Linked DNA regions of Mus musculus: regions 1 and 2 are each linked to region 3. The links are chromatin contacts, called in public ChIA-PET maps. All regions are on one chromosome and are shown on one strand. Each heading gives the region's core, a stretch centred on a gene start, on an enhancer-like site or on the middle of the called end of the contact. The rest is flanking DNA. Distances are from core to core; before and after follow the strand shown.

Region 1 (4,790 bases), core at 433-2,932, 69 kb after region 3:
CTGCATCCCGGGACTCAGCCTACAACTCAGAAGTAATAAAAGATGATCGGTTCTGTACTGAACTTGTGCAGTTTTTTTCCTTGATTTATTTCAAAACACTGTAGTCTAACAGCTGTCTATAGAACATTTGCTTTGTATAGGTATTAAATTGCCTGTGATGTATATGGGTTACTTGCAAATACTTTATTGTTTTAAGTATCTAGGGAATGGAGTCAGTCTCCCATGAGTAACACAAGACTTCTGTAAATGTCTTCAGCAAAGTCTTACTGAGTATAACCCAATGGCATAAAGATGGCGCTGAGGACTGAGGACAGGCCCGTCACTGCATGTGGGTCACCGTGCAGCTCCACACTGTAACTTCCACGCTTTGCACTTGCCCTTCACTTACACACTTCATGACTTTGTCCCCCTCATATACTCTTAGTGTCTAATAATCTGTTTATTTTTCTTTTTACTTTCCTTTTCACCTATATACCAGCCTTTTGATACTCATCAGAGTTCCCTTAATTAAATTTTTCTCCCTGAAGATGACTGAGAATTTTGTTTTAAACTAAAATTTGGGGCTGCTGGGATGGTTTAGTGGTCAAGAACATTGACTGCTCTTTCAGAGGTCCTGAGTTGAATTCCCAGCAATGGTATGGTAGCTTATGACCATCTATAAAAGGATGTGATGCCCTCTTCTGGCATGCAGACAGAGCAGTCATACATTCAATAAAACAAACAAACTAAAATTTGCAGGATAGAGAGATCATTCAGTGTTTACGGGCACATACTAATCTTGCAGAAGATCTGGGTTCAGTTCCTACTACCCACATCAGGTGACTCAAAACCATCTTTAACTCCAGCTCCAGGGATCTCACTGTCTCTCTGGTCTTTACAGGCAGTTGCAGACATGTGTGCAAACACATGCACACTCACCCAATACACATTGAAAAATAATTTTAAAAAATCTTAAACTAAAATTAGAATCACATAATAGAACTGTTCTGATCATTAAAATAAATTTTCATTTACTTTAGAAATGGTGAATGTTATAAAAATTCTGATAGATCAACTATTTAATAAATCATGGACATCAAAGAACTTCTTTTAGCATATATTAGAATAAAATATGTACTTAGTTTGCTGTTTTTAAAAAAGCCCTAAGATGGGGCTGGAGAAATGGCTCAGCAATTAAGGGCATTTGTTTCTCTTGCAAGGAACCCAAGCTTGGTTTCCAGCACCCACACATCATGCAATCGGAACTCCAGCTCCATGGCCTCCACAGCCACACACACACAATTTTTTTAATGCTCCCAGTCACATATGACTGGAAACAAGTTTTACCTACTTCTAATGCCTGTGCATAATAAGGAAGGTAAACGTTGTTGGTTGGCTTTTTAAAAACATTCTCAATCTCTCCATTTTACCAATGAAAACTCAGGAGTCAAAATCTGGGGTAAAAGCCTGCTAGCTCAGAAAGGCAGAGAAAGCAGCCAGCTCACCTTCCTCCTCAGCTGATACCAGAACTAATATCTCCTCTCAGGCCCTCTCTAAAAAGTTCCTTCAAGCTGAACTACCCTCCCTTCTATTTCCTGTGCATCTCTCTATCGGTCCTTTTGACCTCCCCTTACTTTCTATGGTTTTTCTTATTAATCCTATGTTCACTTCCTGTCATCTGGTTGTTTGCTCCACCTCTTGACCTATGGTTGACTTTTTAGTCCTGTGTACAACATTCAAAGAGGAAGCTCTTGGATTAAAGGTGTGAGCTAAGGTTGAGCCACACCACAACTGAAAACAGGTTTTTCTTGTAAACAGTCTTAGAGTTCACAATATGATCAAATATCCCGCAACCGTAAAGAAATGGGCTTCTAGTCCAACTTAAAAATAATTTAGTCTGTTTAAAAAGTGGGGTGAGGAGTTTAGTAGTTAAGTAGATTCAGTAGTTGAGTGTTTGCCTAAAATACCCAAAGCCCTGGGTTTGATTCTCAGCCCTGGAAAAAATAAATGAACAGATTTCTGGAAACTACAGTAGATTCTTGATATTACCAATTCTTGATTTTCAAGATTATCTCAAAATCTTTTATTTCAAAATGTCATTGTGTCTACAAGTTTTTTTCTTTAGAGTTTACTAAATTGTTAAATTTAGGAAATCACACCTCTAATATAAATACTGAAGGTGGGTAAGCCCAGTAGTGATTAGCATGGCCATTCGGATCTGTTCCTTTGTCAAACTGTATGTAAGTCACATTGTTCAGAATAGAACTTCCTAGTGGTTGTATTTGAAATGTCCGTGTTGATTCATTGATGAGCCATGGTCTACCTCACAGGGTAAAATGTAGTCACTGCAATAGTCTCATAACTGAGTTATTTTAGACAAAACTAACACAGCTTAAATAACCTGCTCAAAAACACGGGTCACTCTCAAACGGGCGCTGTGAAATGTGTTAGTAGTTCTCATGTGGTAAAGAACTTGGCTTATATTAACTTTATTTGAATATTGCAGCATTCTTATAAAGTAGGTAATCGTGACTTGTAGGTTACAGAGCTCCTGCGTGGTGGACCTGGAGTTTCAGCCTGTCTGTTATTTATCTGTACTGCTCGTAGTCCTTTTAGGACATCATGTATCCCCACAGAGGGCATAGAAAACAACAATGAAACCTGTTCTGAAACCAAAACAGTACTCAGAAATGGAGTTTAAGAAATAGTCACGAAGCCCTGTTTTCTGCTTCTTAATATACATTCTGCAGTTATGCCTTATTTTCTATATATGTGTTAATTCAGTTTTTCACAAAAGCTGCTTTTAAATCAGTAATTGCTACAAATACTGACGTATCTATAAGTTCTTTTAGGTCTCTGCAGTCTAGCCACTTACTGTACTTACCTGACTACACCTAAATATAAAGCAAACCCCTTGGGGTGTGTGTGTGTGTGTGTGTGTGTGTGTGTGTGTGTGTGTGTGTGTGTGTGTGGTGCTCTGTTGACATTGCCTAAGGGAAGTTTAGCTCTCTAAGAGTGAATCCCAGTTCTGAGTAGCCTTTTCTGAGCACTAGCAAACTTCTTGAAATCTTGTCCCTTTTGTGGCTTTCCTTATTTGGCTCTAGCTCCCCTTGTCCATTTAGAAAAAAACAATTCAATTGTTATTTGACATGAAGAAGCAGACAGCAATCATAGCTGCAAAGTCTTTTCTGAATTAATGTTCCTTTCTGCTGAACCCGGAGAATCATTTGTATGTCATGAAGTGAGCATAGTCCCCCAACCGCAATGCACCCAGTAAGGTCTCACAGGGAGGGACTAACACCTGTTTTGTTCTAAAGGACAAACCCCAGTTTGATTTTGTCACTCAAGTCTGGAAGGTATCTGATGGGGTATGTGGCTTCCTAATTTCTAACTTATATAGAAATAGAAAGTCGCCAGGCGTGGTGGCACATGCCTTCAATCCCAGCACTTGGGAGGCAGAGGCAAGCAAATTTCTGAGTTCGAGGCCAGCCTGGTCTACAGAGTGAGTTCCAGGACAGCCAAGGCTATACAGAGAAACCCTGTCTCGAAAAACAAAAACAAAACAACAACAACAACAAAAAGAAATAGAAAGTCGAAATTTTTTATTTAAACTTTGCTTCTATTAAGGAATGTTCCTTTTATTATTTTAACTGGTTTCTGTGTCCCATTTCTGGAAAGTGTAGCAGATCAAAACAAGTCACCCCATCCTTTCCTTTCGCTGTTATTTTTGCTACCTGTCCGTCTTGCTGTAGACCCTTTTCTTTTCCATTTCCTTCTCTTGCCCCTTGCATCCTTAATTGTTAGCTCAGCACTCGGGAATGAACTAGAAATGTAAATGTAACCTGTGTCAGTCAGAACATTTGAAATTATCCAAAGAGTTGTTGAATTGAAGATTCTTACTCAGTTTGCCCGACTAGAGTGCAAGAGCTGTTTCTACAAAGGTGGTGCTGTTTTCTGGACTACATTTTAAGTGATAGTTCTCATGACTTGCGTGACTTTTGTTTTTAACCTTTAATGAATGTTGGTTTGGTTTTTTTGGTTTTTGTTTTGTCTCTAAGAAATAATAACTAGCACATTTCAACTATTTGATAAAGTCCTGCTGATTGTATTTTTATTACATTTATTTGTTTTTTTTGTTTTTGTTATTTTGGTATGTGAGTGTGTGTGTGTGTGTGTGTGTGACACACACACACACACAGAGAAGGGAGAGAGAGAGAGAGAGAGCGTGCGCACATGAGACAGAGAATATCACACAGCATATGCGGTATGTGAAAGTAGAGGACAACTTGTAGGAGTCATTAGTTCTTAAACCATGTTGGTATTCAACATTGAACTCAGGTCATCTGGCTTATTGGCAAGCGCCTTTACCTGCTGAGCTATCTTACACGATCATCATCATCATCAATCATCAAGACAAGGTCCCTCTATGTAGTCCTGGAAATTCTGGACCTTGCTATGTAAACCAGGCTGTATGTAAACCAGGAACTCATAGAGATCTACCTGCCTCTACCTCCCATGTGCTGGGACTAAAGGGGTACACTAACAGACCTAGCTCATAATCATATTTTTATTTTTTAATGTATAGTTACCACATTGATGGCTATCTAAAAAATAGGAGAAATCAACCATAATCTGCATTGTTTTCCAATTCAGACTTTTTTCAGACAATTTACTATATGGTCTTCTGTGTTCTCTAGTTCTTCCTTTGGTACCTGTTTTTGCCTGTTTGTGTGTGGCTAACACTGGATTATAGTGTTCACTGTGTTTTCCCAGTATTCTTTGAATTTCAAAGATGGAGTAGATCTTATTCA
Region 2 (4,912 bases), core at 79-2,578, 120 kb after region 3:
AAGGCCAGCCTGGTTTGCAAAGTGAGAACCAGGACAGTCAATGCTACACAGAGAGACTCTGTCTCCAAAAGTATGCGTGAATATATATATAAATATATATATTTTTATATACTTTTGGAGCTGGGCAGCACTCAGGAGGCAGAGGCAGACAGATCTCTGTGAGTTTGAGGCCAACCTGGTCTACAAAGAAATTTCTAAATCAGCCAGGATTGTTAAACAGAGATACCCTGTCTTGATGCACCAAAATAAATAAAACAAACAAACTTCAATTTATACTTGTTACATCTTCTTGATAATTTTATTAATATGCAGTAGCCCTGTTTGTCTCTTCTGTCTGTTTGTGGTTTTGAGTCTTCTTTATTTGATATAAGAGTTGATAAATCGCCAGGCGTGGTGGCACACGCCTTTAATCCCAGAACTTGGGAGGCAAAGGCAGGCAGATTTCTGAGTTCGAGGCCAGCCTGGTCTACAAAGTAAGTTCCAGGATAGCCAGGGCTATATTATAAACTAGTCAGTTTACTTGTGCCCTTTAATTGACTAATGGAGACTTTTTCTACTTAAGGTTATTTTGAGAGGGACTTTTAATGAAATTTTTTAAGGAAATCATATTTTTAAATAATTTTTTTCATTAATGTTCTGGCTGGCTGAATTATTGATTGTAGCAGTTTTTGCTACTTTGCACGTTCTTTTTTTTTCCTCCTATCCTTTATCCCCCTGCTTCACCCCCATCACTAGATAGGAGAGAAAAAAGGATGGGGGTAGGTGAGAGAAAGATATTCTTGAATCTAATTCCTTTCCTTTGTTTCTTCTTTGAGCATGACTAGTAACAAATTGCAACCAATCCCCCTGAATGGATCAACAACCATTGACCACTGACTCCATCTACTGGGCCCCTAGCATTTATATACCCTCTGAAGGTCCCAGAAGTCCAAATGTCATACAATCACAGAAATTATTTGCAACACACAGATGTGTACATACACATAAATGAATGAATGATTGAATGAATGATCACTGTCTTTGAGAAAATTATCATCCTCACTTATAGTGAGGAGTAGGCATAATACCCATGATTGTGAACTAGTAAGGTGCAAGAACTGGTGATGTAACTCACTGCGCCAGCATACATAAGGATAGGTTTGATCACCAACACTTCAGAAGGGGAAAGAGGGCAATGAGCAATCGATAAAATGAAGAATAAGCACGCTACAGTTAACTTGTCGCTCTAATGGAGTTTAATTTTATTTTTGAGACAGGATCTCAGTTTGTAGCTCTGGTTGGCCTGGAACTCAAACTTCCTGTCATCTTCCTGTCACGGGTTGCCAAGGACTAAGATTGTGCTAACCACACTCCACTCTTCAAAGAAATTTTAAAGTAAATATTTATAGTAACTTTGGGGTAAAGTTTTAGAACTGCTTGTAAGAAAAATTTGATGATGAGAGAGAGTATTCCAGTCACTGAAAGGAACAAATCTCAGGACTGGGATTAGGACATTATTTAAATGTCCTGACCGTAAAGCAGTTTGTAATCCCAGAAAGAAAATAAGATAGGTATATAGATAATGCTACTGACTGCATTATCAGAAGTGTTGCTGAGGGCTGGAGAGATGGCTCAGGGGTTAAGAGAACTGACTGCTCTTCCAAAGGTCCTGAGTTCAATTCCCAGCAACCTCATAGTAGCTCACAACCATCTGTAATGGGGTCTGGTGTGTCTGAAGAGACCAATGGTGTACTCATACACATTAAATCAATCAATCAATCAATAAATAAATCTTTTTTTTCTTATTTTTTTAAGTGTTGCTGAAAAAATTTTTTTTATTAATTTTATTTTATTCATTTAATTTTTTTAGATTTATTTATTATATGTAAGTACACTGTAGCTGTCTTCAGACACTCCAGAAGAGGGAGTCAGATCTCGTTACAGATGTTTGTGAGCCACCATGTGGTTGCTGGGATTTGAACTCCGGACCTTCGGAAGAGCAGTCAAGTGCTCTTACCCACTGAGCCATCTCACCAGCCCCGAAAAAAAGATTAAAAAAAAATTTTTTGAGACAGGGTTTTTCTGTCCTGGCTGTCCTGTAATTCACTCTGTAGACCAGGCTGGCCTCAAAGTCACAGAGGTCCCCCTACCTCTGCCTTCTGAGTCCTGGGATTAGAGACATGCACCACCACTACCCAGTGAAAAATTTTAACACAAAGAAATGAGACCTAGAGATTGCAAATGACTTGTCAAGGACACTGGCTTAGTCGGGGTTTCATTGCTGTGAAGAGAAGCCATGACCAAGGCAACTCTTATAAAGGCAAACATTTAACTGGGGCTGCCTTACAGTTTCAGAGGTTCAGTCAGTTATCATGGCAGGAAGCACAGCAGCATGCAGGCAGACATGGTGCTGGAGAAGGAGCTGAGAGTTGTACATCTTGATCCAAAAGCAGCCAGAAGGAAACTGACCTCTGCAGACAGTCAGGAGGAGGCTCTCTTTGGCACCTTGAGCACAGAACCTCAAAGCCCACCCCGATAAAGGTTTACTTCCTCCCACAAGGCCACACCTTCTAACAGTGCCACTTCCCATGGGCCAAGTACATTCAAACCACCACAGACACTCAGCCTGTTAGTCACAAAAGCCTGTGATCATTTTAGTTTAAGATAGAGCATAAAAAGAACACTTCATGGTTATTATATGCCACACCTAATATAAATCCTTCAAAAGTCTGTTAATAAATTCCTCAGCAATCTGTAAATACTGTAGACTTAGAAAAGTTAAACTGCTTCCCTGTAACAAATAGCCAATATGAGAACCTATTTCAGTCTTGTATCCAAAAATCATAATATTTATGCTACTTACTTAGAATATTGAAGTTGAGGTTAAGAAATTAGTATGAGGGCTGGAGAGATGGCTCAGCCATTAAAGGCTAGGCCCACAACCAAAAATATAAGAAATTAGTCAGAGGAGAAACTTTTTATCCTTAGTTTTTGTTGAGGCTGGAGAGATGGCCCAATGGTTAAGACTGCTCTGCTATCATGAAGAGTGGAGCTTACATACCAGTACCCAAGTAACAAGCCAAGCATGCCTCGGATATCTGTATCTCCAGCTTTGGGGGTGAGGATGGGATAGGAGTGGAGACAAGAAAATCACTGGGGTTTGCTGGTCCAGGTGAGCCAAGAAAATGTTAGCCCTCGGTTGAGATGGAAACTGTCTCAAAGGAATAGGCAGAGATTGATAGAAGAAGAGATCATACATCCTTTTCTGGCCTCTGCCTTTACACACAGATGAATATACCTACAAGCATGTGCATACACTTGTACGTACACACATGCACACTGAAATAAATTTTAAAAATTTAAAACAATAGTTGTAGTGGCTCAGTTAGTAGAATACTTACCAAGCAAATATGAGGACCTGATTTTGTTCTCCAACACCTACATAAAAATTAGGCATTGTGGTATGGAAATTTCATACCAGCACCAATAAGACAGAGACAAGCAGATTCAAGGTGCTGGCTGGCCCGCAAACCTAGCCTAATTGGTGAGCCATAGGACCAGATGAGACATCCTAGTTCAGAAAAACAGGGTGGACAGCACCTTAGGACATCCAAGGTTGGCCTCTGGCTTCCATATCTCCTCTGCACACACCTATACACACAGATAAAAGTAAAACCATGCAATTTGTTTTCTTGTTTTTATATACAAAACTGTTTTTAGTCAGGCATGATGGCTCATACCTGTAGTTCTAGCACTTATGAGGTTGAATAGGAACATTTTTAGTTCCCAGACCAGCCTGGGCTGCATAGCAATGCCTTAACTCCTTGATCTCAGTTCCTTGCCAGACATTTTCCTCCCTAGTTTTCATTAGAGACTGATCAAATTTAAGAGATAATACTTTGTAGTATTTGTCAATTAAACCCACTTAATGGTATCCCCAGAGGCACTAAAATGTGCCACTGTCACACAAAGAAAGGAAATTCAGCACTTCCCCTGGGATTAATTTAACCAAAATTGAGCCCAAGTAGAATTCTCCACTTCTCTCCCTGTGTCTTCAATTTGCCTGTAGCTTATGTTTTCTGACTTGTCTGTCTATGCCTACCTAATATCTGTCTCTTTTACTCTGTGTCTTTTTCCTAATAAAGAGTACAGAAAACATGGTATGGAGGATGAATAAGGGATACTTTAGTCTTGTAATACTGAGTTTTACAAGAGATGTTTACCTCCAAATGCCCCCAGAGCACATGGTACTGCAAACATCCTGTTATCAAGCAATATCAACATGCCATTTCCAACATTTATGGTGGATATTTGTTGCATAAGGGCACTTTCAACTTGTTTGCTGTTTTAAATTAATTCATGACACACATATATTTACACAATTGTATTGCTGTCTGGGTCAGGGGCATGGAAGTTACATAATGCATTAATTAGCTTTGGTTGTAAAGGAAAAGCCAATGCTAGTGAGGCCGGTTAACACTGCTCTCTCAGGCAGAAAATAGACAGGCAGGATGCTAAGCCAAGTCCTAAGTGAACCCAAAGTATATTCTTAAGTTGGTTGTTAAGTCTAGTTAAAATTTCAGTTTCTTTGAGAGTAAGAGATATTTTCATAAATGTATATCATATTCAGTCTATCTATACTTCCTCCCAATATAATCTATATAATATAATTCTGTATAGGAAGATTTTTTTCTTAAATGGATTTTGTTTCCTTTTCTTTAATTTGTTTGTTTGTTTGTTTGTTTATATTAATGTGCACTGGTAGTTTGCCTACATATATGTCTGTGTGAGGGTGTCAGATCCCTTACAACTGAAATTACAGACATTTGTAAGCTGACATGTGGGTGCTGGGCATTGAACCCAAGTTCTCTGGAAAACCATCCATTGCTCTTAACCACTGAGCAGTATGCAGGAAGGTTTTCTGTGTCCTCTT
Region 3 (4,910 bases), core at 539-3,038:
CACACACACACACACACACGATGGAAAGTCACAGTTACATAGCATCTGTACCTTCACATAAGGGAGTGTCACAAAACTCACTCACATATAAAATTATCTTCGATTTTATTTCACAGGAAAGTCACATGCTCAAAATGAAGAGAAACAAACATGGATAATATACTTACGTATAAATATATAATATTACCCTGAAGATAAACATATAATGTTTACATGTCAGGATATAGTCTACTACCTTAGCAAAGCCCTAGCCCATGAATACAACACTACCGTGTACGGTCACTTACCCTGGTCCTTAGGAAGTGAATAATACACTATAATTATTTCCTCGATGGCAATACGGACTTGCTCACAGATCCTCTGGGTTTCCTATGAGGTGATGGACCAAATTCAGAAAGAATGTTTAACATCAATGCTGTCAACTCATTTACTAAGGAAGAGACCAAACATCTATAGAGCATGGTTAAATCTTTTATGAAAACTCGTCATGAGTCAGGTCTTATAATGTACTCACCACACAATAGAAAGAAATTAGGTAGACACCTGACAATTATAAAAAGCATTACAAAAAGAAGGACAGCCTTGGCTGTCCTGGAACTTGCTCTGTAGACCAGGCTGGTCTTGAACTCAAGAGAGCAGCCAGCCCCTGCCTCCTTAAAGTGCCGGGATTAAAGGTGTGTACCACCAGCAGCAACAGCAACATCTTAACACTAAAGGGTTTTATATAACAGGTGCTGCTTAGATACTGCAAAGACATTTAACTCCTCCTCTGCTATTTATTGACCTGAGCCTCTAAACCTGCTTACTCATTGGTCAGATGGGGAATATGTATGTGAAACAGCTATAAATCAACAAGGAAAGTTGAAAGTTAAGAGGAACTAACCTGGCTGAGTTTCAGCCTAAATTTAGAAGACCTTTCTAACCCTATGCACCTGGCTATTTACAACAATCCCATGTGGTAAGAACTGTAACCTCGCTTGCTAAGTGGGGGAAATAAGTGTGGCTTGAATGTGAAGGGTAAGAAAACGGGAGGATTCTTAAGGAGAAAATAACCCTCCGGAAGCAAAGCTCACCTGTGGAGATGGCCATGGAAGTTTAGAGAAGTGCGTTGTCAGAACAGTGGCTTCCCCGTTCACTTTCACTGCTGCCTCATCTGGGGGTGTCAGAGGCGGCAGGGGGCCAAAGTTAGTGTTAAAAGGTTAAAGTTACTACTTGGACTTTTTAGATAACGCGTCCCTTTTCCACCCTAATCAACATCTCCAAAACAACTCCAGAAATCGTTTTATATTTCTGCTTCAAGTGCGGAGAATGGGTGGGAGAAGGGATGAGGACCAGAGACATTGTCATCTCAGGGGACAGCAGAGGGAAGGTTAGGATGCAGGGAGATGAGGGAAGAGCCCGCAACGGCAGACACTCACTGAGTCTTCTCCAAAACATTTCTCGATTAAATTCCTCCGCTGTCTCCTGGGCTTCGCCGACTTGAGGAAGGCCGGATCACCCCGAAAGCAAAAGACAGGTGAGAGGAGCCCTGACCTGATGCCCTACATCCCTACCCGGAGCCCGGGATGCAGATTCCCATAACTCACCCCGTACTCGAGGCAGAAGTGACCGTAGCTCCTCTGCTAAGTGCCGGAGCTGCTCCAGAGGCGGAGCAAGGAAGGGGACTGCGGCTGTCGAGCTCGCCATCGCAGGCTCTCTCTGGGAACCAGCTAAGACGCTTAAGCCATTTGGCCCCGCCGCAGTACTTCCGGTGCTGAAAAACTCATCTCGTTTCCGGCAACACACAGCGCGTCCCGCCCCTTCCTTCTCAGTGTAGCGACCCCGCCTTCCCAGACAGCCCGGCCATCCGTCCACGCCTCCCCCCACCCCCAGAGACCCGCCCACTCAGGAACAAGACCACGCCTCCCCACTGGAAACCTGCCCACTCCCCGCTGGCCCGGCCTGGAGACCCAGCCACGCCTCCTTCACCTGCCCTCCCCGCAGATCTAGAGACTTTTTCCAGTCCCTGGCTACACCCCACTACCCCTCCCTCCATGACACTAGGCCACTCAAAAGACCCAGCCAGGCATCTTTTGACCTACTAGAGACCTGGCCACTCTTCTATGTAACTGAGCTTTTCCCCTGTAAATATGTCCGTGGCAGTGCCTGCAGAGGCCAGAGAGGGAATCAGATCCCCAGGACCCGGAGTTACACTGTGTGAGTGAAGGGAATCGAACCTGTGACCTTTGGAAGAGCAGCCAGCACTCTTAACTGCTGACTCCAGCTCCCTGGTGACTCTTTCTCCAAGCCCCCAAACCAGGCCCACTTTCTGGCTCCCATATGTTTATCAACATTGCAGATCCGTTTGTGATATTTCTTTGTTAATACTTATCTTTTATTATTTTTTAATCACATGTAAGTCTGTGCACATATGAATGTAGGTGCCCACAGTGGCTCTGGCCTGGAGCTAGAGTTACAGGCAGTTGTGAGCATCTGACATGGTTGCTAGGGATTGAACTCGGGTCTTCTGGAGGTAAAGTACATGCTCTTAACCACTGATCTCTCCAACCCATTGTTTATGGCTACCATTCATTCATTTATTTGATTAGTTGAAAACAACCTTGGCTAAGGAAGCAGAAAGCCCATGATCGGTGGGGAAACAGGCTGGGAAGTCAAGTCTCAGGAGCAGTAAAGGTCCAGGACAAGTTTCCACAGGCTCCCTAGGCAGAAAATGACATCCTGAACTCCAAGTTCGGGCTGGATGCTTTTCACAGGATGACCCTAATAAACACAGTAGTACCAAGGGACACAGTGACACAGAGACCCCACTGTGGCAATCTTCTTGATTAGGGCTCTTTGCCTCCTGAGGAAGAATCAATTGTTAGACTTTTCTGCAGTCCACACAGCAAGAATCAGTAGTAAACATTTCCAACATTCAGATGTCCAAGGAGTGACTGCTTCCTGAAGCTCACCCACTGATACTGGCTTTCCCATCTGCCACAGGGCAGAGATCTGAGCCACAAATGTGGAGGCTGGACTTCTTCCAGGCTGCTAGCTGTAAGCCATGGACTTCAGGAGCTCAGATGACTTTTTAACTGCACCATGAATATTCCAAGTTCAGTGGAGTTCAATGTCCACACACGGTAAATGAGCACAGGTGTCAGCAATGTCAACCAGGTCCTCAATGGAGAGAATGTAAAGGCTAGGGAGCCATATGTCACATGAAGAAAGTAGCAAGAATAAACCTGCCATATGTACAGTAGAAGTATAAGTAGGTAAACAGGTATAATCTTCCAGTATTTTCCCTGGTGGAGATGAGACCTGAAGCTGTGACCAAAGCAGCGATGTAGCAAACTCCAGCATACGTAAGCCATCAAGGGGATGTTAAAGAACACCAGCTAGGAAAAAGGAGACAGAGCCATTAACTTACCACCATGCCCTGCCCTGGGAAGGGTTGCGTCTCAGTGTTAGTAACTTCTACTAATATGTCTTTAGTTTAGATGTCGGTTTTTTCTTGAGGGTGGAAGATGAGGATAGAACTCAGGAATTTGCATACAGTGGGCAAACACTCTACTCCCGAGCTATGTTCCAACTCTTATATGTCTGATTTTTTTTTTTTTTGAGACAAAGTTTCTGTTTGACTGTCCTGGAACTAGCTCTGTAGACCAGGCTGGTTTCGAACTCAGAGATCCACATGTCTGCCTCCTGAGTGCTAGGATCAAAGGTTTGCACCACCATACCCAGCATATGCCTGATTTTTAATGCATTGATCATACTCTTTGTTAGAGAACAGTTGACCTATAGTTAACTGTGTATTTGCCTGTCCTTTTGTTTACCTTAAAGGTAGGCATGATTTATGTTGAAGTCCCTACTGCAATACAGTTATACTGTAATACAGATATATACAGTGTTTACATTGGAAATGAACTGAGTAATCTCCATAGGCACACAACAGAGCATAGATCCTATGTGAACAGAGTGAAAGGAGGACTTAGGTATCAGTATTGAGGTAGCATTCTGAGTACTAAAATCTAAATTAGATAAAGGCTAAAATCCAGGTGTAGTTGTGTGTGGTTCATATCCATAAAGCACCGATTCCACAGCAGGCACTGTGCTAGGCTCTAGGTCAAAGGCACATTGGTGAGCAAGTAACAAAACCAAAGGGGGTGGGGTGGATGAGGGTGGGATGGGTGGCAGGCTAGGGAGGAGTGATTAAGAGCAATCGCTGCTTTTACAGAGGACCCAAGTTTGAGTTCCAGCACCCACATGAACACTCACAACTGTTGGTAAACATTAAAATAAGGGTTCTGAAGCCCTCTTCTGGTCTCCCAGGGCACTGTAATCACATGACACACAAACATATATACAGGTAAAATACTCACATACATAAAATAAAAATTAAATGGCTCCTAAAGACAGATATGAATACATATATATTACAGACAAACATGTATTTTGAAACACAATTATGGGTTGTGAAAAGCTCAATGACAGGAATAATTGGCTCATGAAAGGGTAACTAGGAGACAGACTCTTTGAAGCACGAAGGGCAGCAATGAGTAGCTGAGGGAGGTACACTCTGAGGAGAAGAAACAGAAGTCCAGGATTGGGAGACATCTTAGGCTCTTTAAGGCAATACTTGCTGACCACTAAATCAGGTGGACGTTGGAGACAGAGCCACTGGCTAAGGATGCAAATAAGTTGTGTGTTTATTTTAAAGGAATTGAATATAGACTACTTTATCAGTGTTTCCCAAACAAGAACACTGGACAGGGGATGTCCCATAGTGTGTTCCAGTGACATAGTGCCACCTTCATAACATGTTCCTGCTAAGACAGCACTGGGAAGTCCAGCTCTACCTTTTGGACAGCAGTGTTTTCCTTAGATAACTCATTCTCCTTATGTGTCCATTTTTTCTTTTCATCCCTCTG

What was found. ChIA-PET counts read pairs in DNA pulled down with a chosen protein or histone mark.
Region 1: an RNA polymerase II ChIA-PET map of memory CD8 T cells shows a contact between it and region 3, with 31 read pairs. The contact joins the enhancer-like site here to the promoter of Ccndbp1 in region 3. A contact is called at or near these places in 4 of 484 Hi-C or Micro-C datasets (cumulus cells, embryonic stem cells, frontal cortex and 1 more), 2 of 115 datasets of contacts at active chromatin or transcription factors (embryonic stem cells and memory CD8 T cells) and 3 of 9 other capture datasets (adipose tissue, liver and pancreatic islet).
Region 2: a contact with region 3 is called in an RNA polymerase II ChIA-PET map of memory CD8 T cells, with 37 read pairs. The contact joins the enhancer-like site here to the promoter of Ccndbp1 in region 3. A contact is called at or near these places in 10 of 39 promoter capture datasets (the 3T3-L1 cell line, the C10 cell line, the HPC-7 cell line and 5 more), 6 of 484 Hi-C or Micro-C datasets (B cells, the HL-1 cell line, cortical neurons and 2 more), 3 of 115 datasets of contacts at active chromatin or transcription factors (effector CD8 T cells, embryonic stem cells and memory CD8 T cells) and 3 of 9 other capture datasets (adipose tissue, liver and pancreatic islet).

Annotation. Positions count from the first base shown.
Region 1 is chr2:120,936,018-120,940,807 of GRCm38.p6, reverse strand. All of the region lies in intron 12 of Ubr1 (ubiquitin protein ligase E3 component n-recognin 1), which reads left to right. Among named protein-coding and RNA genes, the nearest start is that of Ubr1, 32 kb to the left of the region's middle. Within about 2 kb of position 1,682, at least 6 of the 459 cell types and tissues checked have an H3K27ac peak or open chromatin away from gene starts, as enhancers often do. A contact at or near this core is called in memory CD8 T cells, where this site is marked.
Region 2 is chr2:120,884,212-120,889,123 of GRCm38.p6, reverse strand. All of the region lies in intron 37 of Ubr1 (ubiquitin protein ligase E3 component n-recognin 1), which reads left to right. Among named protein-coding and RNA genes, the nearest start is that of AV039307, 36 kb to the right of the region's middle. Within about 2 kb of position 1,328, at least 15 of the 459 cell types and tissues checked have an H3K27ac peak or open chromatin away from gene starts, as enhancers often do. A contact at or near this core is called in the HPC-7 cell line, effector CD8 T cells and memory CD8 T cells, where this site is marked.
Region 3 is chr2:121,005,286-121,010,195 of GRCm38.p6, reverse strand. It overlaps Ccndbp1 (cyclin D-type binding-protein 1), which reads right to left and starts at 1,788. Exons shown (of 11, transcript NM_010761.2): 1 at 1,587-1,788; 2 at 1,419-1,478; 3 at 1,074-1,153; 4 at 288-369. The coding sequence starts at 1,686. It overlaps Tmem62 (transmembrane protein 62), which reads right to left. Exons shown (of 14, transcript NM_175285.3): 14 at 2,353-3,377. The coding sequence ends at 3,051.